Regions from separate parts of the Macaca mulatta genome. Here region 2 is linked to region 1. The links are chromatin contacts, called in public Hi-C maps. All regions are on one chromosome and are shown on one strand. Each heading gives the region's core, a stretch centred on a gene start, on an enhancer-like site or on the middle of the called end of the contact. The rest is flanking DNA. Distances are from core to core; before and after follow the strand shown.

Region 1 (5,240 bases), core at 1,986-4,485:
AAACTTCAGAGGTGGAGCTCAAGGAGCCCATGCTATTAGACCACTAGTGCTTTACAAACCCACATCAAAACAAGGCCACCTGTTTCGCTAGAAGAAAAAGCCCCTGCGCTACTGTTTCCATTGTGCCTGCTTTATTGGTTGAGAAGCACTAGTTTCAGAACATTTTGCTAAACTCCACTTGGTGCAGTTTGTTTTTCCAAAAAAAAGTCTCTGTCCTGTTTTCCAAATATGAAACATAGTAACAATATATGTTCTTTTAAAAAGTACATATCCCCTCCCCCCAAGTCCAGGCTCACTGAGCCAAACAGGTCTGAACCAGATTGGGCTCAAATCTTTTTTTTTTTTTTTTTTTTTTTTTGAGATAGGGTCTGGCTTTGTCGCCCAGGCTGGAAGGCAGTGGCAGGATCGCAGCTCACCGCAACCACAGCCTCCCAGGCTCAAGCCACCCTCCCACTTTAGCCTCCTGAGCACCTGGGACTACAGGCACTTGCCACACCCGGCTAATTTTCGTGATTTTTGTAGAGGTGGGGTTTTGCTGTGCTGCCCAGGCTGGTCTCCAACTCCTGAGGTCAAGCGATCCACCCGCCTCAGCCTCCCAAAGTGTTGTGCCAGGCCCCAGATCTTCACTATTGCATCATATGGTCGCTGCAAAGCCCTGACTAGGAGCATACCCCAACCTCCAAGGCAAGAGATAATTGAATGTTTTTCCTTTTTTTTTTCCTTTTCCGGATAGAGATTGGCACAATGATGGAATAGTTTTCAAGAGGCCAAGTAGGACCAGCTGTGGGTATATCTCATTCTACCTGAGGATTTTACACAATATATTGAGTGCAGGAATTGCATGCAATTATTGCACTCAGTAATATACCAAACCACTCCTAGCTTTGTTTAGACCCTAGACTTGGGCCCTCATCCTTCTCATAGACCTCTTGCGAGGATTTTCCCCTTTTACAGATTTACACTCAGTCCGGTGCATAAACACTTGAGCACCTACAATCTCACAGCCAACTCACTGCCGACATCCAGTGACTCACAGTTAAGAGAGCTACAGCAGCAGCTCTGACCAAAGTGATGACCAACTACTTAACATGAATTAGAAACAGAGCGGAAAAAACAACACACCTTTAGCCAGCTCTGCATTAAGAACCAAGTCTCCACCTTAAACACCAAGCCCCTGTCCCTCAGTAGTCCTGTGTACTCCCAAAGCCCCAAAGTTTACTGCAGCCTCAAGCAGCCTCGTCTAAAAAATTAAGAAAGGGCCTGTGATAAAAGCATTGCAGGTTAAACAGGAACAGGGACTCAAGCGCGGAGTTTGTCACTCTGTTTCTGGGAGGGGAGGGGCTGCACAGTGCGCAATGGGGCTGGCTGGTAAAGGGAGAGCCAGGTGACAGCCACACTGTCCCAAGGATGAACCTGGCCCTGCTAGCATCATGCTGTAATCCCTGTGGATTAGAACTATGGCTAATAGGCCAGGCGCGGTGGCTCATGCCTGCAATCCCAGCACTCTGGGAGGCTGGGCGGGTAGACAGCCTGAGGTCAGCAGTTCGAGACCAGTCTGGCCAAGATGGTGAAACCCGTATCTACTAAAAATAACAAAAAACTAACCAGGTGTGGTGGCGGGAGCCTGTAATCCCAGCTACACAGTCAGGAGGCTGAGGCAGGACAATCGCTTGAACCTGGGAGGTGGAGGTTGCAGTGAGTTAAGATCGCACCACTTCACTCTAGCCTAGGCAACAGAGCGCAAGACTCCACCTCAGAAACAAAACAAAACAAAACAAAACAAACCCCAAAAACTATGGATAATAAAGCATGACAGACCTTAAGATGCCAAATGATTTTCTCCTCTGCTGTCATGCCCACAGAGTAACTTCTCCAAGGTCACACATTAAATACGGGCACAGGAACACTCATTCCTTACGCTCAATGACTTTGTTTTCTCACTCCCACATGCTATCAACAGAAGGGGGAGCGCCCCAGGGGCCTGACCTTAGCTGAAGGAATGGCAGGCTCTCCACTGATCCCATTCTTAACCTGTACCAGGTCTCACCTGCGGCTTGGGGAACTCACAGAAAGACAAGTTTCGTATAACCCCGGACCTTTTCTTTTGGCAGCCAACAATTGGTCACATTGCACATTTCAAGGTTACAGAGGAGGCCCACCGTACACACGCGGGGCAGGAGCAGATAAATCTTGCTCGGAGCTTTACAATAAAGCTACAGCGAGTGTTCCAGAAGTTGACTACATCTGGAAGCAGGAAGACAAACTCTGGAAGAAGTACCCTAGAGACTCCAGGAACCCCTTAACTCCTGGGCTTTCGGGACTCTTCAGCGTGGGGCCTTTTTCTTAAACGTCGAGAGACCTCCTTTTCTGGACCATAGTGAAGGGATGTGCAGGTCATCGGCTAAGCTGGGCGGGTCGGGGAGGGCAGGGGGAGTACAGTTCCTTCGGATCTCAGCAGAGGTTAGACTATCAATGGCCAAGGGTTCAGAGGCAGGAAAAAAGGCCGTTTTTGGGGGGTTGGCTGGGGACACTCCCCTTCCCTCCTCTCTCCGATTAAATATAAAAGCCGATGATGATGAAGATTGAGAAGACGAGGAAAATGGCAGCCACGTCTCGGGTCTCCTCCCAGCGGAGGCCTTTCAGGGACGCATTCTCCTGCCTTTTGCGAAGGGCCTCCCGCCGGGCCCTCAGGCGCCGTTCCCGCTCCAGTTGTTCCCCGTAGTGGGCCTGGTAGAATGCGTCAAAGTTGAACATCGTGCGGTTGGCGCCGGGGGCGGCCCGAGAACCGTAGTAGGTCCGAGAAGTGGGCGGCGGGGGACGCGGCGAGCCGGGGTCGGGTGCGGGCGTCCTGGAGGGCCGGACGCCGGGTCCGCGCAGGTCCTCGTCGCTGAGGAGGCCGCGATCATACTTACGACGGAGGGTGGCACTGCCCAGCACCACGTACGCCTGGGAGATGCGCGTGAAGCGCTCGGCAGCCTCCGCGCTCCCAGAGTTGCGGTCCGGGTGGTAGAGAAAGCACTGACGGTAGTAAGCCGCCTTGATTTGGGCCTGCGTGGCTGTGGAGGGGACGCCGAGCAGATCATAGAGCGCCGTGCGCGAGTACGAGCAGTCGCCCTGAGAATAAGTCCTCGCTCCCAGGCCCAGGCCGGGTGTAGAATTTAGTGGAAAGCCACGGGCTTGCAGCAACCTCCACGGTAACAGCCGCGACCACCATCCCCTGCGCATGGCTGCCATCTTGAATTGATTAGGCGGGCGGTGCAAGAGAAACTGGCCAATGAGAGGCGCCGGTTGGTCGCCCTGTAGCCAATCACGTAAGGGGGGCGGGCGAGGAGGGGTGGAGCATGCGTATTACCAAGTGGTCGCCGGGCTGATGACATAAAAACCGGGTTCCGGGAAACGCCACTCGCAGGCGTGCTGCTGAGGCGTGAGTATGGCGTCTCGCGGCCGGCGTCCGGAGCACGGTGGACCACCGGAGCTGGTAAGTTCCGGGGCCCGCGGGCACCCCTCTTCCCACTTCTACGGCCGCCGCGTCTGAATTCCTCCACTACCTGCCATTTCTTTTTCTTTTTTTTTTGCAGTTTTATGATGAGAAAGAAGCCCGGAAATACGTTCGCAAGTGAGTGGAGCCCGAGTGCTGCGCGGTGTCCGGGGGTCGGGAAGCGGCAAGTTGTCCCGGTTGCTGGCGTTACCCAGAAAGCTCGTGGAATTTGGGGGTGCGGGGAGGGAAGGACCCGGGTGGGTGCCTTTTCTGTCTCTGGTAAATCAACTTTGCCGATCTCTCTGGGCCTCGGTATCTCAGCGTTGAGGTAGGGGTGATCGCGCTTGCTTTTCCGTGGGTGGTTTTTAAAGTCGAGTGTGACAACTTGTCGTAAGCATGTGGTAAAAGAGGCGCTGGGCGGTGGGTACGGGCTTGGGGTCAGTCTTGGTCGGGGGAAGGAAGTAATTGGTATCCGTAGGATGCTTATCGTGGCGCCTTGTTTGCCAATAAATGTTCGCGACAGCCGTTGGTGTGTTATTGTCTGAATTTCATAGAGGGTGGTTTGTACGAACTACAGAGTTGTGGCCAGGTGGGGATGGCTCACGCCTGTAATCTCAGCAGTCCCAGCGCTTTGGGAGGCTGAGGTGGGAGGATCGCTTGAGCTTGAGAGTTCGAGACCAGCCTGGGCAACGTCGCGAGCCCCCGTCTCTCCCCAGAAATAAAAAAATTAGGCGGGCGTGGTGGCTCCCCTCGGCCTCTCCAGTAGCTGGGACCACAGGCGCGCGCCACCGCGCGTGGCGTATTTTTTTAATTTTTTGTAGCGACGGGGTCTCGCCGTGTTGCCCAACGTGGTCCAATCCCAGGGCTCAAGTGATCCTCCCGCCTTTGTCTCCTGAACTGTTGGGATTGCAGGCGTGAGCCACCGCACCTCGTTTTTAAAAAAAAAAAGAAGAAAAAAAAAGAGATGGGGGCGGAGGCGGGCGCAGTGGCTCACGCCTGTAATCCCAACACTTTGGGAGGCCGAGGCGGGCGGATCACCTGAGGTCAGGAGTTCGAGACCAGCCTGGCCAACATGGCGAAACCCCAGCTCTACTAAAAACACAAAATTAGTCGGGCGCGATGGCGGACTTCTGTAATCCCAGCTAGTCGGGAGGCTGAGGCAGGAGAATTCGCTCGAACCCGGAACGGGGAGGTTGCAGTGAGCCGGCATCATGGCACTGCACTCCAGCCTGGGCGACAGAGAAAGACTTTGTCTCAAAAAAAAAAAAAAAAAAAAGGTATTTTGTGGTTTTTCCATGCTTTTTCACTGAGAGACTAGTCCTATTTAAGTAAATGGCTATTGGCTGGGCGTGGGGTCTCATGCCAGTAATCCCAGCCCTTTGGGAGGCCGAGGCGGATGGTGACCTGAGGTAGGGAATTCCGAGACCAACCTGGCCAACGTGGTGAAATCCCATCTCTACTGAAAATACAAAAATTAGCCAGCCTATGGGAGGCTGAGGCAGGAGAATCTCTTGAACCTGAGAGGTAGAGGTTGCAGTGAGCTGCAATCGCACCACTGTACTCCAGCCTTGGCGACAGAGTGAGACCCTGACTCAGTCAATCAATAAATAGCTATTGGATACCGTTTCTTTTTTTACGGACAGGGTCTGTCTGTTGCCCAGGCAGGAGTACCATGGCATGATCCCTGCCGACTGCAGCCTCAAGCCATCCTCCCCAGTAGCCGGAACTAGAGGCACTCGCCACCACGCTGGCTGAAATAGCT
Region 2 (5,240 bases), core at 1,303-3,802, 56 kb after region 1:
TGGGGGTACCACTCTTCCCTTGACAGGTCCCGGTCTACAATAGCATCCGGGGGGCTTGGGTGTATCACCTGGACGACAGAACTGAGCTGTTCATCTGCCAGTTTCCGGGCATGGGAGCGGGGCAGCCCATCTGGGATGTTGACGGTCCTCATGGCTGCCACATAGGCAGGAAAGTGGGAGGAACCTGTGCCTTCCACTGGGCTGATATCTACAGCAATCAGACGTTCCACCAGCTCTGGCTGTGGGAGAGAACAGAATTGGGACCAGTCTTAGGCAGACACAGTGAGTCTCAGGCACGGCTCCTGGAGCCTGAATGTGGTCATCCAAGGATCATTTGAGTCCCAGGTTGCCTGCGGGGCACTCAGGGTATATACTGAATGGGAGGAGGCCCCAGACAGGGGTGGCTCACCCTCTGTAGTGCCAGCAGCATGGCTGTCCTCCCTCCCATGCTGTGGCCAACGACGACACAGGGCACCAGGTCCAGCTGGGGCAGGAGGTCCTGCAGGTCCTGGCTCATGATCTCGTAGCTCATGTCTGGGCTGTGGGGGCTGTTACCGTGGTTACGAGCATCCACCGTCAGCACCTGGGGAGTGGGGTGAGACAGAGCTGCGCTGGTATCCCCATTCTAGGGTAGACAGCCAAAGGCCTTGTAGGGACAGCAGGTCAAGGGTGTGGAGAGCCTGGGGATACACCCTGCAGAGGGGAAGGGCCCAGATGGTGGGAGGGCCCAGTTTCCAGACCTAGAAGGCCCAGATGAAGAACCTGGGGCCACTCTGCCAGAGAAGAGCAGGCCCCAGGGTTGTGACCACGTCTCTGAAGGGCTGGCCAGGCTGGGGGGTAATCCCGGAGAATGCCAGGAACGAGACTCCAGGAATTTCCAACAGTAGGAGCACAGAAGAACGGGCTGCCATAAGAGGTGGTGAGCTCCAGGTCATCCCTAGGAAACAAGCAGGCCCCTTCATGGAAAGGGTGCAGGCGCCTAGTCATTGGCCAGCGCCGATTGAGATCTACAACATGAATTAATGAAGACGGCAACGTGAGGGAACAAACGGGGTTGCCGTTCAGGGTCCATACTCAGCGTGAGGAGCGGGACCCCGAGAAGCGGGACGCCCCAGCCCCGCCTCCTCCCAGGCCCCGCCCACTCGGAAGCGCACCCTACGTCCTGTCTGCTGGGCGAAGGCCTTGGCGATGGAGTTGAAGTTAGTTTTGCAGCCGAAGAGCCCGTGCAGAAAAATGACGGCCGGGAGGGCTGCCTCCCCGTCCAGAAGGCTGTAGGAAAGCGGAAGCGGCCTGGCAGGGGAAGGATCCGCGTTAGGGTCTGAACCGGTGGAGGCGGGGAAAGGGGTAGGGGAAAGGGCTTTGGGGGAGAGGCCTGGGAGGCGACGGGGAGGATATGGGGCCGTCGGGGCCCGGCAGGAAAAGGAGGACAGGGCGCCTCCCGCCCGGTGCCCCTGACTGACCTCGGCTCGGCCTCTCCTCGGCCGCCGCTGCTGCTGGGTGCGACAGGCACCCTCGCGAAGCTAGGAGTGTGCGGGCCGAGCCCCTCAAGGGGGAGCCTCCAGGCTCGGGTACAGCGGAGCATGCTTGCAAGCACGTTGTCCGGCTCGCACCTCGCAAGGTACGGCCTACCCACGCTCCTTCTTCCGCTCTCGCTCGGAGCCCCGCCCAGTTCCGTCTTGAGCCCCGCCCAGTTCCGACTTGAGCCACGCCCTCTCCCCGCCCCCATCGCGGATTCTCCGCCCTCGGTCACGTTTCCTTACGTAATCCCCGAGAACGGTCCGGCCCCGCCTCCATCCCGGCCCCTTACGCCATTACGTAATCCCCGCAGGCCTTGCGCCGGTCGCCCTGAGCGCCGCACCTGGCCACGCCCTAGGCAGGGCCACCCAAGGCGTTTGCCCCGCCCCTCGCGAAGCCCCGCCCAGCATAGAATCCGCGCGAGGAGTCGGGACCCTACCGCCCTAAGGTCTGGGAATTCGGTCTGCGCCGCTCTGCGCGTGCTCGGTTCTGTGCTGCAGCTTGGGCCTCGGTTCCCGCCCCGCACCTGTCGTCGCTCACTGACCTGGGTGGCTGCCATCGTTTCTGTGCCGCCGGCGGGGGCGAGTGGCGCCAGTGTGGCTCTGGGCGGCGGAGCGCCAGTGTGGTGGCGCCGTGCTCCACTGCTGGGGGCCGGGGCAGGCTGGGCGGAGCACAGGCACCCATCCATTCTGGAGTCGTCGATCTAGAAGGAGCTCGGGGGCACTCTAGAGCTCTCCCCCAAGCCCCTCTGTCCCCTTTACATTTGGGGGAGCCTCTCCCACTCTGATCCCGCCTGCTTTTCCGCCCGTACTCTCCGTTCTCATACTCCCCTATCGGGCACCCTGCCTTTCAAGGTCTTCTCCATACCCCACCTCCTCCTGCTGGGGTGCTGTCTGTCTTCCAGATAGCCAGTTGCCCGAGTCCTATACTTTTTTTTTGGTGGGGGGTCTTACCCTCGCCCAGGCCGGAGTGCAGTGACACGACCGTAGCTCACTGCAGCCTCGACCTCCTGGGCTCAAACGATCCTCCCGCCTTTTCCTCCCGAGAATCTGGGACTACAGGCGCAGACTAATTTTAACTTTTTTTTTTCTTTCTTTCAGAATCATGGTTAAAAATTTTTTTTTAGGCTGGGCGTGGTGGCTCACGCCTGTAATCCCAGCACTTTGGGAGGCTGAGGCGGGTGGATCACCTGAGGCCAGGAGTTCAAGACCACCCTGGCCAACATGGCGAAACCCCGTCTCTACTAAAAATACATAAATTAGCTGGGCATGGTGGCAGGTGCCTGTAATCTCAGCTACTCGGGAGGCTGTGGCAGGAGAATCGCTTGAACTCAGGAGGCGGAGGTTGCAGTGGGCTGAAATTGCGCCACTGCACGCCAGCCTCGGGAATGGAGACAGACTCCGTTTCAAAAAAAAAAAAATTGCCAGGCCTGGTGGCACGGCCCTGTAAGTTCCAGCTACTTGGGAGGGTAAGGCAGGAGAATCCTGTGAACTTGGGAGATGGAGGTTGCAGTGAGCCAAGATCTTGCCACTGCATTCCAGCTTCTGTAACAGAGCGAGACTCCATCTCAAAAAAAAAAATTTTTTTTTAAATAGAACCAGGGTCTTGGCTATGTTGCCCAGGCTGGTCTCGAACTCTTGAGCTCAAAGTGCTGAGATTACAGGCATGAGCCACCACACCTGGCCCAACAAAATTTTTTTTAGAGAAGGGTCTTGCTACCTTGCTCAAGCTGGTCTCCAGCTCCTGGCCTCAAGCAACCCTCCCATCTCAGGTATATGGCTTTTATTTTATTTTTTCTGAGACAGGGTTTCACTGCGTCACCCCAGGCTGGAGTACAGTGGCACAATCATGGCTCACTGCAACCTCTTCCTCCCGGGCCCAAGCAATCTTCCTGCCTCAGCCTCCCGAATATCTTGGGACCACAGATGTGTACCATCATGTCTGGCTAATTTTTTTCTGTTTTGTAGAGATAGGGTCTTGCTATGTTCTAGGCATAGCAAGGGGACAGTTTCAGGCTGGTCTGGAACTCCTTGACTCAAGTGATCCTCCCGCCTCAGCCCCCTGAGCAGATGGAACTACAGGTGTGCGCCACCATGCCTGGCCTCGGCTATAAGCTTTTTTGTTTTTGTTTTTTTGTTTGTTTGTTTGTTTGTTTTTTTGAGATGGAGTCTCGCTCTGTCGCCCAGGCTGGAGTATAGTGGCCAGATCTCGGCTCACTACAAGCTCCGCCTCCCGGGTTCAGGCCATTCTCCTGCCTCAGCCTCCTGAGTAGCTGGGACTACAGGTGCCCGCCACCACGCCCAGCTAATTTTTTTGTATTTTTAGTAGAGACGGGGTTTCATCGTGTTAGCCAGGATGGTCTCGATCTCCTGACCTCGTGATCCACCCGTCTCGGCCTCCCAGCTGGGATTACAGGCTTGAGTCACTGCACCTGGCCAGCTATAGGCCTTTTAAGGCCTTGTATAACTGCTGCCTCCTCAAGCCTTCCCAGATTTTCTGAGTTAAAACTAATCTCTTTGATCGAACGTTCTCGAAGCATTTCTCAGAGGCTACTGTGTAGTATTATAGAGGCGGCCCTCCCTGTGTGCGTCCACAGCAGGAGCCATGTCTTGTTCATCTGGTGCAAAGTAGTGATAGTCATCGAGAGCTTCAGGGCGCTGGGAAATGCTTATGTGAAAGTTCTGCAGGTGGCTGGGTTAGTGGCTCTCCTGGAGATGACACCTGGGCCAGCTAGTCTTATACTGGCCCCTCCCCCACCTCCTTAGGGCGGTCCAGGACCCATAGGATGAGTCCTAACTCTTTTTTAAATAATTAATTATTATTATTATTATTTGAGACGGAGTTTCGCTCTTGTTGCCCAGGCTGGAGTGCGGTGGTGTGATCTCGGCTCACTGCAACCTCCACCTCCTGGGTTCAAGTGATTCTCCTGCCTCAGCCTCCCAAGTAGCTAGGATTACAGGCATGCGCCACTATGCCCGGCTAATTTTGTATTTTTAGTAGAGACTGAGTTTCTCCACGTTGGTCAGGCTGGTCTCAAACTCCCGACCTCAGGTGATCCACCCACCTCAGCCTCCCAAAGTGCTGGGATTACAGGCATGAGCCACTGCGCCTGGCCATTACTTTTTTTTTTGAGACAGGGTCTGGCTCTGTCGCCCAGGCTGGAACCCGGCTCACTGCAACCTCCGCCTTCCGGGTTCAAGCAATTCTCATGCCTCAGCCTCCTGAGTAGCTGGGACTACAGGCGTGTACCACCACACCCGGCTGATTTTTACTGGTTTTCGTAGAGATGGGGTTTCACCATGTTGGCCGAGCTGAGGATGTGTCCTAACTCTGTAAAGCTCCATCTCCTGCCTAATGGGACTCTTAGGTGTTTGGTTCTAATCTGAGGAGGGCTGAGGTCACCGGGGACTCTAAGCACACCAGGTGGTGCGATCATTTGTTTCTCGCATAGTAATTAGGGGAGTGATGAGGACATCTGAGCCCTGGATGGGGGCTGGTCCCAGGCCTGGGAGGGGTCCTTGGAGGGTGTTTGTCTAGAGTTGGTGGATGAAGGGCATGAGGGTTGAAGATTCAGAACAATAGTATTTCAAAGGTGCTTTTTGTTTGTTTGTTTGTTTTGAGACAGAGTCTCTCTCTGTTGCCCAGGCTGGAGTGTAGTGGGACAATCTCAGCGCACTGCAACCTCCACCGGGTTCAAGCGATTCTCTTTCTCAGCCTCCCAAGTA

The links. A called contact is a pair of places that touch in the nucleus more often than the background predicts.
Region 2: a Hi-C map of blood shows a contact between it and region 1, with 5 times the contacts expected there. The contact joins the promoter of ABHD11 here to the promoter of DNAJC30 in region 1. A contact is called at or near these places in 2 of 14 Hi-C or Micro-C datasets (CD4 T cells and blood).

Annotation. Positions count from the first base shown.
Region 1 is chr3:51,174,894-51,180,133 of T2T-MMU8v2.0, forward strand. It overlaps DNAJC30 (DnaJ heat shock protein family (Hsp40) member C30), which reads right to left and starts at 3,236. Exons shown (of 1, transcript NM_001194544.3): 1 at 1,894-3,236. The coding sequence starts at 3,234. The coding sequence ends at 2,554. BUD23 (BUD23 rRNA methyltransferase and ribosome maturation factor) reads left to right here and starts at 3,406. Exons shown (of 12, transcript NM_001266959.1): 1 at 3,406-3,478; 2 at 3,579-3,616. The coding sequence starts at 3,431. LOC144339753 (a long non-coding RNA gene) reads right to left here. Exons shown (of 4, transcript XR_013415128.1): 4 at 3,555-4,107. LOC144339787 (a long non-coding RNA gene) reads left to right here. Exons shown (of 2, transcript XR_013415162.1): 2 at 1-458.
Region 2 is chr3:51,231,495-51,236,734 of T2T-MMU8v2.0, forward strand. ABHD11 (abhydrolase domain containing 11) reads right to left here and starts at 2,553. Exons shown (of 7, transcript XM_077996545.1): 1 at 2,469-2,553; 2 at 1,955-2,218; 3 at 1,155-1,290; 4 at 410-583; 5 at 69-239. The coding sequence starts at 2,199.